Regions from separate parts of the Rattus norvegicus genome. Here region 2 is linked to region 1. The links are chromatin contacts, called in public Hi-C maps. All regions are on one chromosome and are shown on one strand. Each heading gives the region's core, a stretch centred on a gene start, on an enhancer-like site or on the middle of the called end of the contact. The rest is flanking DNA. Distances are from core to core; before and after follow the strand shown. Region 1 holds the start of Baalc (BAALC binder of MAP3K1 and KLF4). Region 2 overlaps Baalc (BAALC binder of MAP3K1 and KLF4).

Region 1 (6,225 bases), core at 2,225-4,724:
AGAGCCCAGTTGTGCAAGGCCAGAGACATGAGACTTTAGTGGAAGAAGGGCTTTATGCCCTAAAGGCTCATTTGGGTTTCCATGGAAACAAGCCAGAGGTGGTACTCACCAGCTGGGGTCTTAAAGCCATAGATATCTTATTTAGAGGCTCCCATCACATAACAAGTATTCTTCAGAAAAAAACATTATGAATTTTTATGCCTGCATGTATGTCTATGCACCATTTGTATGCCTGGTTCCCAGGACAGAAGGTTGTGAGCCACCATGTAGTTACTGGGAATTGAACTCAGGACCTCTGGAAGAGCAGCCAGTGCTCTTAACCACTAAGCCATCTCTCCAGTCTCTTCAGCAATAATTTTGAACACAAAATTTACTTCATTGCTCTGAGGACATTGATAAAGTTTTTAAAATTCCCAGCTGCAGCCCTTCACACTTTAGAATTTTCCTCCTCCTCCTCTTCTTTTTCTTCTTGTGAAATAGCATCTCAATGTATAGCAGGCTGGCCTCCATTTTGCCATGTAGCTGAGAATGCAGAGAGCGGGTCTTGAACACTGTGCACCTGCCTCCACCTCTTGAGGGCTAAGCTTACAGGAATGAACCACCTGGCCCAGGGCTGGGGATTGAACCCAGTGCTTCATGCTAAGCAAATACCAATAGAGCTAGTCTAGCTACAGAAGCCTTCTCCCTCCACCCTCCCCCTCCTTCTCCCCTTCCATGGTTCTTCCCTTCCCTCCCTCCCTCTCTCCCCCTCCCTCCCTCCCTCCCTCCCTCCCTCCCTCCTTCTTTCCTTCAATTTTGTGGAAAATGATGGCTAATTCATGATAGTCAGGTTAAAGATTCTGAACAGGGACCAGCATGGTAGCCCAACACCTTTAATCCCAGCACTCAAGAGGCAGAAGCAGGCAGATCTCTGTGAGTTTGAGGCAAGTCTGGTCTACAGACCTAATTCCAAGACAGTCAGAGAAACTCTCTTTCGAAAAACTAAAAATTAATTAATAAATAAATAAATAGGAAAAAGAAAGAAAAGATTCTGAACACATACTTTATGATAATTTGTGACATTTACTAGATTTTACATGGTTACCCTTAATTTATTAAAATGTATTACTAAAGGTTTGAGAGAAAATTTAGTCACAACTAGAGAGAGGTCTGGCTGAGAAGTCAGCTCTGCAGGGATAGTGTTTCACAAAGTACCTAGTCTCCTCCTCTTCCCTCCCCTCTCTGTCTGTCTCTGTCTCTCTCTTCTTTCCTTCCTTCTTCCTTCCTTCTTTCCTTCCTTCCTTCTTTCCTTCCTTCCTTTCTCTCTCTCTTTCTTTCTCCCTTTCAACAGGGTCTCACATGGCCCAGGATGCTGACCTTGAACTCCCCTGGTACCTGTGGGTGACCTTGAACCGATATCATCCAGTCTTCATCTCCCAAGTACTTTGATTGCACGCATGCGCCACCCCACCTGGCTTCACGTGGCGTTAGCATTATGCATGCTAACCAAGGATTTTAGCAGCCAAGCCTTGGGCTTCCTTATTTGTCTTATTTGAGACAAGTGCTCGCTATGTAGTCCGGGCTAGCCTGTGGCCCTCCATCTTCTTCCTTTAGCCTCCCGAAGCTTATAGGAATGCAGTGTAGTGCCTGACTCCACAAGTCTTTCTCAGCTATTTGGTGAACACAAGGACAGCTTGTCTGTTCTCTAAGTTTCATGGGACAAACACTCTCTGAATCTTTGGTATTAAATATCAACAAGAAGAGAATCCTTGGAAATACAGAACTTTGCCCATTGGGTAATTATGTAGGAATGGCATAGGAAATAAAATTTCCTTTTCTTTGCAGGAAGCTCAGCAGTAATACTATCAGAAGGGAAGGGAAAAGGAAATTGTTGTGTGTCTTGTCCCATGAGGGCACCGAGAGTGGCACAGAGTGCTTTCCACACACTGGGCATTCATTCTAAGTTCTTTACGGATACTCACACAACTGATTTCTGCACTTACGGTCACTGGAGGGATGTTCCAGGTCCAAATGATGGCAGGGCAGGTGTTTACAAAGCGTGGACACGCTGGGTCAAGGGAGATTCGTATTCAGGCATTGTAACGGTGAAAGATTTCCTCGTGCTACTTAGAATGGTAAACGGTTGTACTCTGAATTGTTTAGTGCCTATGATCTTTTCGGACTTTGACTGCGGCCAGCTAAACAAAAGGAAAGTAAAAGCGAAAAGAACAGCTGCCTCTCCACTCATCTGTCATCCCTGGAGCTTTGCACCCGCTGGACACCTCCAGTCCTCTCCTCCTCCGAAACTGGCCATCCTCTCATCTCCAAATGCTTGCCGAACTACGCTGGCCTCTCTGTCATTCATTCTCCACCTGCCTTTTGAGGGACGGTTTCCTCGAGCTGATCTGACTGATAACGCTGGTAAGAGATGGAGCTTAAAGCCTTCCCTTGCTCTCTGGCCTGTACAGTTACAATAAACCCAACCTGACCTCCCTTCCTTTGGTCTTTCCCCATTGTCCTTCTCTACCTCATCTCACGCTCACGTAGTTCTCCCCTCTGCTCTGCCTCAGTTCCAGGGCCTTCTTTTGATTTTCTCGAACCTTCCAACTCAAAGCACTTCTGTTCTGGCCACTTGTCAGGTGTTGTCATTGCTGGGGAAGTGAAGAGAACACGGGCTCTGTTAGAGCCCGAGAGGGGCTCTCCCTCTGAGACAGGGTTCTTTTTTCTTTTTTCAACATCACCATCAATTTGATAAGGGAGACTGAGCACAGGACCTCATGAAGAAGACCCAATTCTTTTTATACCAAATTATTCAAGGGAGGGAACAAAACCTGTCAGAAGCCCTCTACTTTGCTACAGGCTGTAGGAGTCACCCATCCCAGGCAACTGCACATCTTCTGCCTCAGGCAGAGAAGAGGTTTCAGAATCCTGCTAGGGCAGCCCAGGCCTTGTCTGGAGTCTCCAAGTCTACTTTCTGTCTTATAAACTCTGGTAGTGCCTGCCACAGGGACCTGCATTCTTTATCCTGAACTGTAGTCAACACAGAAGGGTGCTTTGTTCCTATCCAGTAGTCATTCCCTGGAGTCCTCGCTGCTGCGTGGTCCTGCTGGTAACAGAATTCGGAATACGATGAAGTTGCAGACCTGGCAGGAGTGTTAGTGGCAAGCGTCTAAGTGCAGTCTGAAATCATGGGCCCTGCTTTCTAGTCGTAAGCAGGTACTGCCACTAACTTAACTTTCGGTGGCCACTCTGCTTCCTCTTTGCTAGTGCCGTTCATCCATTGCTTTTAGAACAAGTGGCCAGAAACCTTGGGGGTGGGGGGCTTCTGATCTATCCAGAACGGAAAGATGACTTTGTAGAAGGGTGGATGGGTAGATGGATGACTAGATCAGTGGGCCGATGCATGGGTGGACAGATGATGGGTGGATGGGACCCCAGGAGGTCGCCTGAAGACTGAAGAGGGACCCCTGAAATTCTTCCCACCACCTGTCTGCTACTCTGTAGCACAGCCTCTGCGAGAACAGTTAAGGAGGGACTGGCGGCTGGGCGGTGGGAGAGGCGAGGTAGAGGGGAGCTGGGGAAGGAGAGCGGAGAGGAGGAGGGCCTTGGAGGCAGAGAGGAGGGGCGGCAGGTTCCCGGGGAGCCTGGCGCTGGCAGCGGCTCTGGCGGTTAGGGGACCAATGTCGCTGCCGCCGCCTCCTCCTCGAGGGCCGGAGCTGCGTCGCCCGGGCTGAGCCGCAGCCGCAGCCGCAAGCCGAACGGCCGCTGGGCGCGCCCGCAACACGGGAGGATGGGCTGCGGCGGGAGCCGAGCCGATGCCATCGAGCCCCGCTACTATGAGAGCTGGACCCGGGAGACCGAGTCCACCTGGCTCACCTACACCGACTCGGACGCGCTGCCCAGCGCCGCAGCCACGGACAGCGGCCCCGAGGCGGGCGGCCTGCACGCGGGTGAGTGAGCCCAGCGCCCGCGAGGCCCGGCTACCTGCAGCGAGCCGAAGCTGCAGGGGAGCCTGGGGTAGCCAGGAACCCTATGGCGTGCCGGTGGGTGGGGTGACAGAGACAGAGAGGGACAGAGTAGGACCTGCCGGCTGACCAGCTGGCAGCCTCAAGCCCAGGAAGCCAGGTCAAGGAGAGCAGCTTCCCAGAGGACTGAGCTAACCCTTTGCGTCCCTGCAACACAACACCTCTGCCTACCAGTGTATATGCATTGGCCCCGGGGGATGAGTGGGTGGGTGGGAGGACAGTCCACTTCACCCACAAACCTCAGCTCACCCCACGTTTCCCACCTGACCCGGTGGTCTTTACCCAGCTTTGGTCTAGCTTCCTCTCTGGCCATCTGTGTACTCAATCGGGTGATTCTCCATCTCCTGGGTGGGCCACTTGTTCTCACACCTTTGGTGTGTGAACAAGAATCTTGAGCAGTATCGCCTGGGTGGGATCTTGACTCCTCCCCCATCCCTCCTGTTGGGAATGAGCTCCACTGCTGGCCTTCAAAATCCTAAGCTAGCCCAGGATTCAACACATGCCTGCCTATCACCAGCTCTGCCCTGGAGCCCACTTTCCAAGCAGTTACATCCCAGTAAAGGACTTACCTCCTTATCCCAATATGCTCGGAAGCTTTACATGAAGCAAGGCATAGAAGATTTTGACTCTAAATACTCTTGCCTAGGTCAATCCTTGGTCAGCAGTAATCTGACAAGGATTTGCAGAGAACTTTCTGGTTTAGTCACAAGTCAGGATTTGATTTTAAATCAGACACAAAACTATTGCAGATACTGTTGAATTAGATTGACCTTTGACCCTATATGTGTTGGTGGCTTCGGAAGAAAAAAAAAAGAACCTCACCACTTCTTACCCAGACCAATATTTATGTTTTTAAAGTTCTAACTATTGCTTGATCCCATCATGTAGGCATTACATTAATGTCAGGAATAGATATCTCCATCTTTGGTACCAATGTTTGCTTGTTTTATGTTTATTTTGTAAGGACACCAACTATGGCTATATTGTCCAGATTGGCCTTGAACTCCTGGGCTCAAGTATTCTTCCTTTTTCAAGCCCCCCCCCCCCCCCCCAGGAATGGTGAGGCATTAGCCTCCCCTGCTTGCTTGGAAAACTGTGGTAACGCTGAATTTATTTTAAAATTGTTTAACTCCCAGTGAGCATGATGGTTATTTTGTGCTGCTGCTAGGCTGGTATCCTGGTATCCAGCGGGTTCCCGAATAATGTGCTGGTTGACTTGAGTGTCAGAGGAGGATAAGACAGGAGCCTCTGAAGGCTTTGTAAATGTTAGCTGTGACAGCATTTCCAAGAAAGTGTCATACTTCTCTGCGGGGTCCAAGGCCAGGCAGTACTGCAAGGAAATGAGGTGGGAAAGATTCAGCATGAAAAACAACCAATGCTGCTTCGAAGCAGAGTTGTTTTGGTGGCACTTGGGGGTGTATGTGTGCATGTGTGTGTGTGCTCGCCCACGTGTGTGAGTGTATGTGCGTGTGTACATGTGTGTGAGTGTGTATGTATGTGTGTGTGTGAGCATGTGTGCTCATGCATGTGTGCATGTGTGAGTGTGCACACTCGAGTGTGTGTGCATATGTGTGCATCAGGCATGTGTGCATGTTTTACTGTATGGTGTCAGAGTTGTTGCGGATTGGCTGAATAAGCACACACATGTTCCTCAAATCTTCCCCGACACTCACTGATTATTATCACTGTCTCTATATCATGAAGTTGGGTTCCTGCAACAGGTAAGCCAAACTCACTGATGGCACATTTCCAAACTTGGGGACAGCCTTACAAGGTGGGTGGTGATTCAAGAGAGAGGCTCAGTTCTAGTCCAGGGAGAGTGCCTTGGATGGCCAGCACTTCTTAAATTTCTAATTTAAAAATTAGAATTTTAATTAGAAAAATTTAATTTTCTAATTAAATTTAAATTAGAATTAAATTTCTAAGTTTTAGAAATTTTAGCCCATAGAGGGACACTTCTGGAGGTCAGAAGTGAACACATTTTGCATGTGCATAAGGTCTATGCAGGGACTGTTGTCGGATGGGGATGGAAGAGGGGCTTGGTTGCTGTGGCTTTGCAGTCTGAAAATAATAAATAATCATTCTTAGCTTGGATCATCTGAGAAAGTTACACATTTGCTGGCTTTCTGCTGCCCTGGGCCATAGCCAGGATTACCCATTATCTTTTTCCTCCCAGCCCTCCCTGACTCATGTGCCCCCCACCCATGGGGGCTTCTCTGAT
Region 2 (6,225 bases), core at 2,569-5,068, 47 kb after region 1:
TTCCAGACCAGTATCTGGAAATCTCTATGTAGATGAGATTGACTTCAATCTCATAGGGATTTACCTGCCTCTGCCCCCTGAGTTTGGGAGAGCTTTTAAAACTAAAAACTCCTTTCTAAGATGGTACTTTGATTTGGAGCCTTCTTCTCAGATTTCCAATATACCAAGTCCAGGGTGGGAAGATAGTATCTTAGAAACACCTCTGATAGTTAGAAAAAAACCACAAGGAGGAAGGCTGTCATCTAAGATCCCAGCCTCCAGGCTGTCATCTGGGTCATCTTTGATGTTTTGGGGTACCATTGCCCTTAGGACAACATCCATACTTCTTAACAAGGGACGATGAACCCTAAAAGTTTGGCTTCTGTGTTTCCTTGGCTGGCCTTGTGTATTTCTAGTTTCTCTGAAATGCCTGCCTTCGCAGCACACCTTGAAGCCCCAAGGTCTCCCAACCTCAGGCACCATGCTTTGCTTTGGGCTCTCTTCCCTGATCCTAAGAACAGAGCCTGCTCTCCCGAGAGGCTCAGAACCTTATGATCTCCCTCCCATGTAGATTTTTCTCTGGCACTGTTCATTTTTCCTTCAGCATGACACAGATTCAGGAACTAGCCAAGCCTCAAATTATCTGTCCTACAGAAGCTGGGGGCTCTATTTCTATCCCTGCCACATGAGTCACATTGCTGCCTTCTGCTCACCAGGAGCGCTTGGGCCTGGCAGAACAGCAATCTGTCTGCCAACTGCATCTCTCACTTCTTTTGTTTAACCTCTAACCTCCTGATTGCATTGGTCCTTTGGGGCCTCTTAAGAGTTGGGTCTAAGGCTCTTGGGAGGTGGTCACTCCATTCCCCTCCCTCTCACCAGATGGGAGTTAGAGTTGTTGACTTGGCAAAGCTGATTGTTGGTGACATCCTCTTGTCCCCTCCCCAGTTCTCCCATCTACTCTGCGTGTTCCCTCAGCTCTCAAGAAAAGATCTGAAATCAAACATTTGTAAGTCGGCATTGTGCCTGGAGGTGGGAAGGTATGGAGTTAATCCTGACCGTGTGCCAGCTCATCTGCTCTCTTTGATCACCAATCTTTGATGTAGATATCATGATCCTCCTTTTATATGTGAGGAAGTTGAGACTTAGTGATGTTAAGTAGTTGGGCAATGACTAAGACAGTAGATGGAACAAGATGTCTTTGGAGCCACACAGATCTGGGTTTGGAGTCTTCACTGCCTGACTATCATTGGGCAAGATGATTGGGCTTCCTGGTTTATAGTGTGCAGCAGTCAGACCCATTTTTGGATAGACATCTCCCCAGCAGAGTTTGACAGTGGAAAGACCAGAGCGTGGATTACTCAGTGTCTCTGAAAGTGCCTGCTGCTCGAAAGGGTGCAGTGAGTACCTTCTCCACTGTAGTACGTGCCTCGCACCCAGTGAGTCTACAGTCAACAGCACTCACTGGGTAAGCAGGAACTTAAGTCACAAGCTCACAGATTCTGTGGGTCCCTAGAAGAACAAAACAGAGATTGAGAGATATAGGCAAAGGGACTCAAACCCTGCTCTGACCCCCAAGAAAAATGGCACCGTGTTTGCATGTATGTGTTTATGTGTGCATGTATGAAGGAGTATGGAGGCCAGAGGTCAGCCCTGGGTGCCTTTCTCAATTATTCTCCACCTTGGTTTTTGAGATAGGATCTCTCATTGAACTTCAAGCTTAGTGATTTTGCTAGACTGACCAGTGGGCCAGGCACAGGGATCGTCTTCTCTTTGCGTCTAGAGTGCTGGGCTACAGGCGTGCGCTACCACACCTAGTCCCCCCCACCCCCACCCCGGCCCCCACCCCGCCATGGGTACTGAGAATTGAACTCTCAGTTTTCATGGCAAGCACTTCACCAACTGTGCCTTCTCCCAAGACCAAAAATTTTTCTTTTGTTGCATAAAAAATCTGATTAAAATCCCGACTCTCAGGCTTTCACTAACCAGGTTGAGATTGGCCCTGAGCATCTTTTAGTCTCCCAGTCTTTCCCATAGTCTTCTGTTCTTCCATTCCTTCTCGGCCTAAAGCCAACTGAATGTCATATGTCTTTTTTTTAGATTTCCTTCCCATGAGTTACCCAGGTTTTTCAACCCAGAAGCAAGTATGTGTTCATTCTAGCAAACAAAAATGCTGTCCCTTTAAAGGCTGGAGGGGACAAAGAGCTTATGCCCATGCATGTAAATACCTTTGGTTTGACCTCTGACACAGAAGAATGACTTAATAGGATCGTGTTCCTCTCCCTTGAACACCAAAGCTCGCTCTGAGAGGGGCACAGCAAGAGAAAGAGGCAGATTCACAGTTCTAGAGGCCAAATCTAGGATCAAGCCATTGGTTGTATACTGGAGGCCTGCTCTGGAGGGATGAGGCCCTCTCGATGACCTCACAGGGTAGAAGGATCAATGAGGCTGAACACCATATCCTCACAGGGCCGGAGAGGGATACGGCCTTCTGTGGGGTAGAACCCTGATCATCACGCTCCCGGGGCCCCCATATCTTAACACCACAGCAGGGATGAAGTTTCAACCCGACTTTTGGACAATCCAAAACACCCGTGCAAGCCATTTCAGTCATTGTCAAAAAAGAAAGAGTGTTTAGGAGGTGTGGTCTCCAGAACTGGGAGAATTTCCGTTCTTTATAAAGTTCCCCCTCTCATGCCTTTTGTTATAACAACACAAGCCAAGACCAGGGAAGGGCATCTTTCACATTAATATTAGCGCTAGGAACCAAAATGTCAGTTTCAGGAGTGAGACGGTGCTGTTATGAATCCGCCTCTCTCTAGCTTCTCTTTTGTTACACAATGTTGGCTCTTCTAGCCTTTCAACTGGACCAGATGCTTGAAGGTCAGGCTCTCTGTGTCTCACCTGAGAGCATCTCTACCCAACACCCCTTTCCATCACAGACTCAGGCTGTGGTGAGTAGAAGGGATGGCTCAGGTGACTCTCACCTGCTCCATTCCCAAGCCTTTCTGTCAGTAGGTGTCAGGATCCCAGCAAGTCTCACGGGCAACAGGGAAATGGCCAGGAAGAGAGTGACGTGTAGGATGAAACGCAGGTCAGCGCTGCTTCAGCGGGTGCCAGGTCAAAACCTTCCAGGGTCTGACCAAGGAGTTTATTTATCCTACATATTTAAGCACAGTAAAACTTTGGAAGAATGTTTTCACATATCAACTATGCAAAGTACATGGGACGTCCTTCATAAGAATGTGTTCCAGTCTCTGAGAGACCAGGTTCAGGATTATGGTCTAAATAACGCTCAGAATTTGGGGGGATTCAGGAAGGCTGGCTGTAGAATAGCCAAAAAAAAATCTTTAGGTTGTCAGACAGACTCCACAGAATCCACTCCAGCCTTCCTGGTAAAAAGGGATCAGTCATTCTCTTCCTTTAAAGAAAAAGAAGCCTTCATGTATAACAATTCTGTATTTTCTAGAACTTTCTGTGAGCTGTGTCCTTCAAGTAAGACTCAGGGTATCTTTGCTGAACTGCAGTGAGGGCTTTGGAGAACTGTCGTCACTACAAAGCTCTGACAGTCATGAGAGCATGTCCTATGGCACAGTCCATCAGTGGACACCCAGCACAAGCTGGGGCTTCGGGGAGGATCTGGAAAAGCCTGACCTTACTGTACCTAGTCTACACTCAAATGCCAGCCTTCGTGGGAACCCCCGGGAGCCACAGGAGGCCGCAGAGGAGCAAGGGCCAGCCGCTGGATGGTGCTGGCAGGCTTTCACCTTGTCCTGGTCCACCGTCTATGAGAGGTTTCCCAGTAACTCTCTGAGACCAGCTGGAGATTCAGAGCAGCCCGCATGGTTCATGTTTGTACCCCAGTTCTTTGCAATTGTGGCTGTTTGGTAAATCAAGAAGAAAAAAAAATCCGTGTACCTAACAGCTTCTACTTTCCACAGTAAGGTTCCCACGCTGGCAGCCTGATCACGGGCCAGGACTCCTTCAAACATTTCCTGAGTATATATGCCTCATACACCAGGCATACATACACAAGACAGGTATTGTCTTTGGTTGTTTCTGGATAGCATGCCAGGCAGCCATGAGATGAATCATCCAACAGTTATAACTATCCAAAGAGGAAGGGTAATGCTGTGGAAGGAAGTGGGGAGCCAGCCCTGCACAGGAAAACCTTGAAGAAGCCAGACTTAAGCAGAGATGGAGAAGGCAGAAGGCTGTGGGGAGGGCATCTGAGTAGAAGAGTCTGTATTGTAAGGGCTGTGGGTGGCTTCAGAGGTCCCATGAGCCTAGAGTGGAGAAGACAGGGAAACAGGGACTAAACCCACCAGGGCAGAAAAGGTACAAGAACTCATAAAGAACTTTGCAGGTATGCAGGGTGTGGGATCTATACCCAGAAGTACTGAGAAGCTTCAGAAGGGCTGGGCTGGGTGACTGACAGCTCTCATTCATTGTTCTGACTGCCTAGGAGAGTATGGGTTCAGAGCCATTGTTCCTTCTCTTCTTAGTTTCTCTTCCCAGCTTGCTGAGCTGCCTTGGAATCATTTCCTACCTCAGAGCAGGAAGTCATTGTCCTGCCTGGAGTAGAGGTTTACCAGGGTCACCTGCATGCACTTGTGGCCGAGAGCTGTGGGGTATGACAGTAAGCCTGGCAGAGGCTTCCTGGAATTACATTTAATCTGCCATCGTAGCAGGAGGCTGATTTCCTAGGTCTAGGAGGAGGAAACAAACCAAGGTAGCTTATTAAACCATCCTCACTGGGTAGCCTGCAGTGCGATTTTCTCGATTCTGAAAGAAAGCTAATTGGATCCAAAAGATCTATAATGACCCAGAAGACTAAGACATTGGAACTGTGGCTATGTTTATTTTTGTATGTATACATGTATGTCTGTGCACTGAATGTTTGCAGGAACACACACTGGAGGGCATCAGATCCCCAGAACTGGACTTATGGGTGTCTGTGAGTGACATGGTATCACGTGGCTGCTGGGAACAGAACCCTAGCCTCAGCACAAGCAATGAGTGCCATTAATCACCAAGCCACCTCTCCCACCCTGAGGTCGTTACCTTCAAGGTAACAAACAAAACCCATTTATATAGATGACATAGTACATCTCATTATTGCCTAACCCTGGGAAAGGAGTTTTTAAAAATCATTTTTTATTTCATAACTGAAAAGATGTAGAAATGTCTTTATTAATTATTTCATTTATTTACATCCCAAATATTGCCACCCTCCGCTCACAGAGTTCTTCCCCCCATGTCCCTTCCTCTTTGCCTCTGAGAGCATGACCCCCACCCCATGGCATCCTCCCTCCTTGGGACATCAGGTCTCTGCAGGATTAGATGTATCCTCTCACACTGAGGCCAGACAAGCCAGTTCTATGCTACATATGTGCCCAGGACCTTGCTGCAGCCCATGTGTGATCTTTGGTTGGTGGTTTAGTCTCTGGGAGCTCCCAGGAATCCAGAATCCAGGTTAGTCGACACTGTTGGTCTTCTTAATATGTAGAAATGTTATAATGACCCCCCTCCCATTTGCTATCCAGAAAGAAAGAACCATCACCTCGTTGGATATCCTCCTGGTCAATTTTCCGTGGACCAGAAGAATTAACCAATGACGGCGCAGTGTCCAGCAGACTCTTCCAAAATAAAAGCTGCCAATCACTTGTACTCACACTCTGCCTGCTCTCCCATTCCTCACTATGTGATGTCTATCCATCTACTTCATACTTTCACATTGTTGTATAGAAGCTGGTCAGTGGTCGTGCACACCTTTAATCCCAACACTCAGGAGGCAGAGGCAGGCAGATCTCTGTGAGTTCAATGCCAGCTTGGTCTACAGAGTGAGCTCCAGAACAGCCAGGGCTACACAGAGAAACCCTGTCTCAATACACAAAACAAAAGAAAGATGTTGTATATAATCCCACAGAACTGCAGTACAATTCATCCAGTGATTTTCCAATGACGGCAATATTGGCTGCGTTTACTGTGGTAGCATGAAGAGTGTCCTCAGCAGGACTCTGTATTGTGAGAGGTTTCTGAAGTAGAGGTGAGGGCAGAAGTTGCTGATTCATAATGGAGTGCTCCTTAAACTTGAATAGATGGTGCTATGGGCACCACAAAGGCATTCTAGCCTACCTCCCACCATGAGTACACGCTAGAGAGCTTGTTAACACACAGCCCTTTAGCAATGGGATTGACAGGTTTCCTAACCTTTGCATCTGATTGGTAGGAAAGGATACGCTGGGG

What was found. A called contact is a pair of places that touch in the nucleus more often than the background predicts.
Region 2: a Hi-C map of frontal cortex shows a contact between it and region 1, with 2.3 times the contacts expected there. The contact joins the enhancer-like site here to the promoter of Baalc in region 1. A contact is called at or near these places in 2 of 12 Hi-C or Micro-C datasets (Schwann cells and frontal cortex).

Annotation. Positions count from the first base shown.
Region 1 is chr7:71,800,427-71,806,651 of GRCr8, forward strand. Baalc (BAALC binder of MAP3K1 and KLF4) reads left to right here and starts at 3,475. Exons shown (of 3, transcript NM_144762.3): 1 at 3,475-3,929. The coding sequence starts at 3,770.
Region 2 is chr7:71,846,828-71,853,052 of GRCr8, forward strand. All of the region lies in intron 1 of Baalc (BAALC binder of MAP3K1 and KLF4), which reads left to right. Among named protein-coding and RNA genes, the nearest start is that of Baalc, 46 kb to the left of the region's middle. Within about 2 kb of position 3,819, at least 4 of the 93 cell types and tissues checked have an H3K27ac peak or open chromatin away from gene starts, as enhancers often do.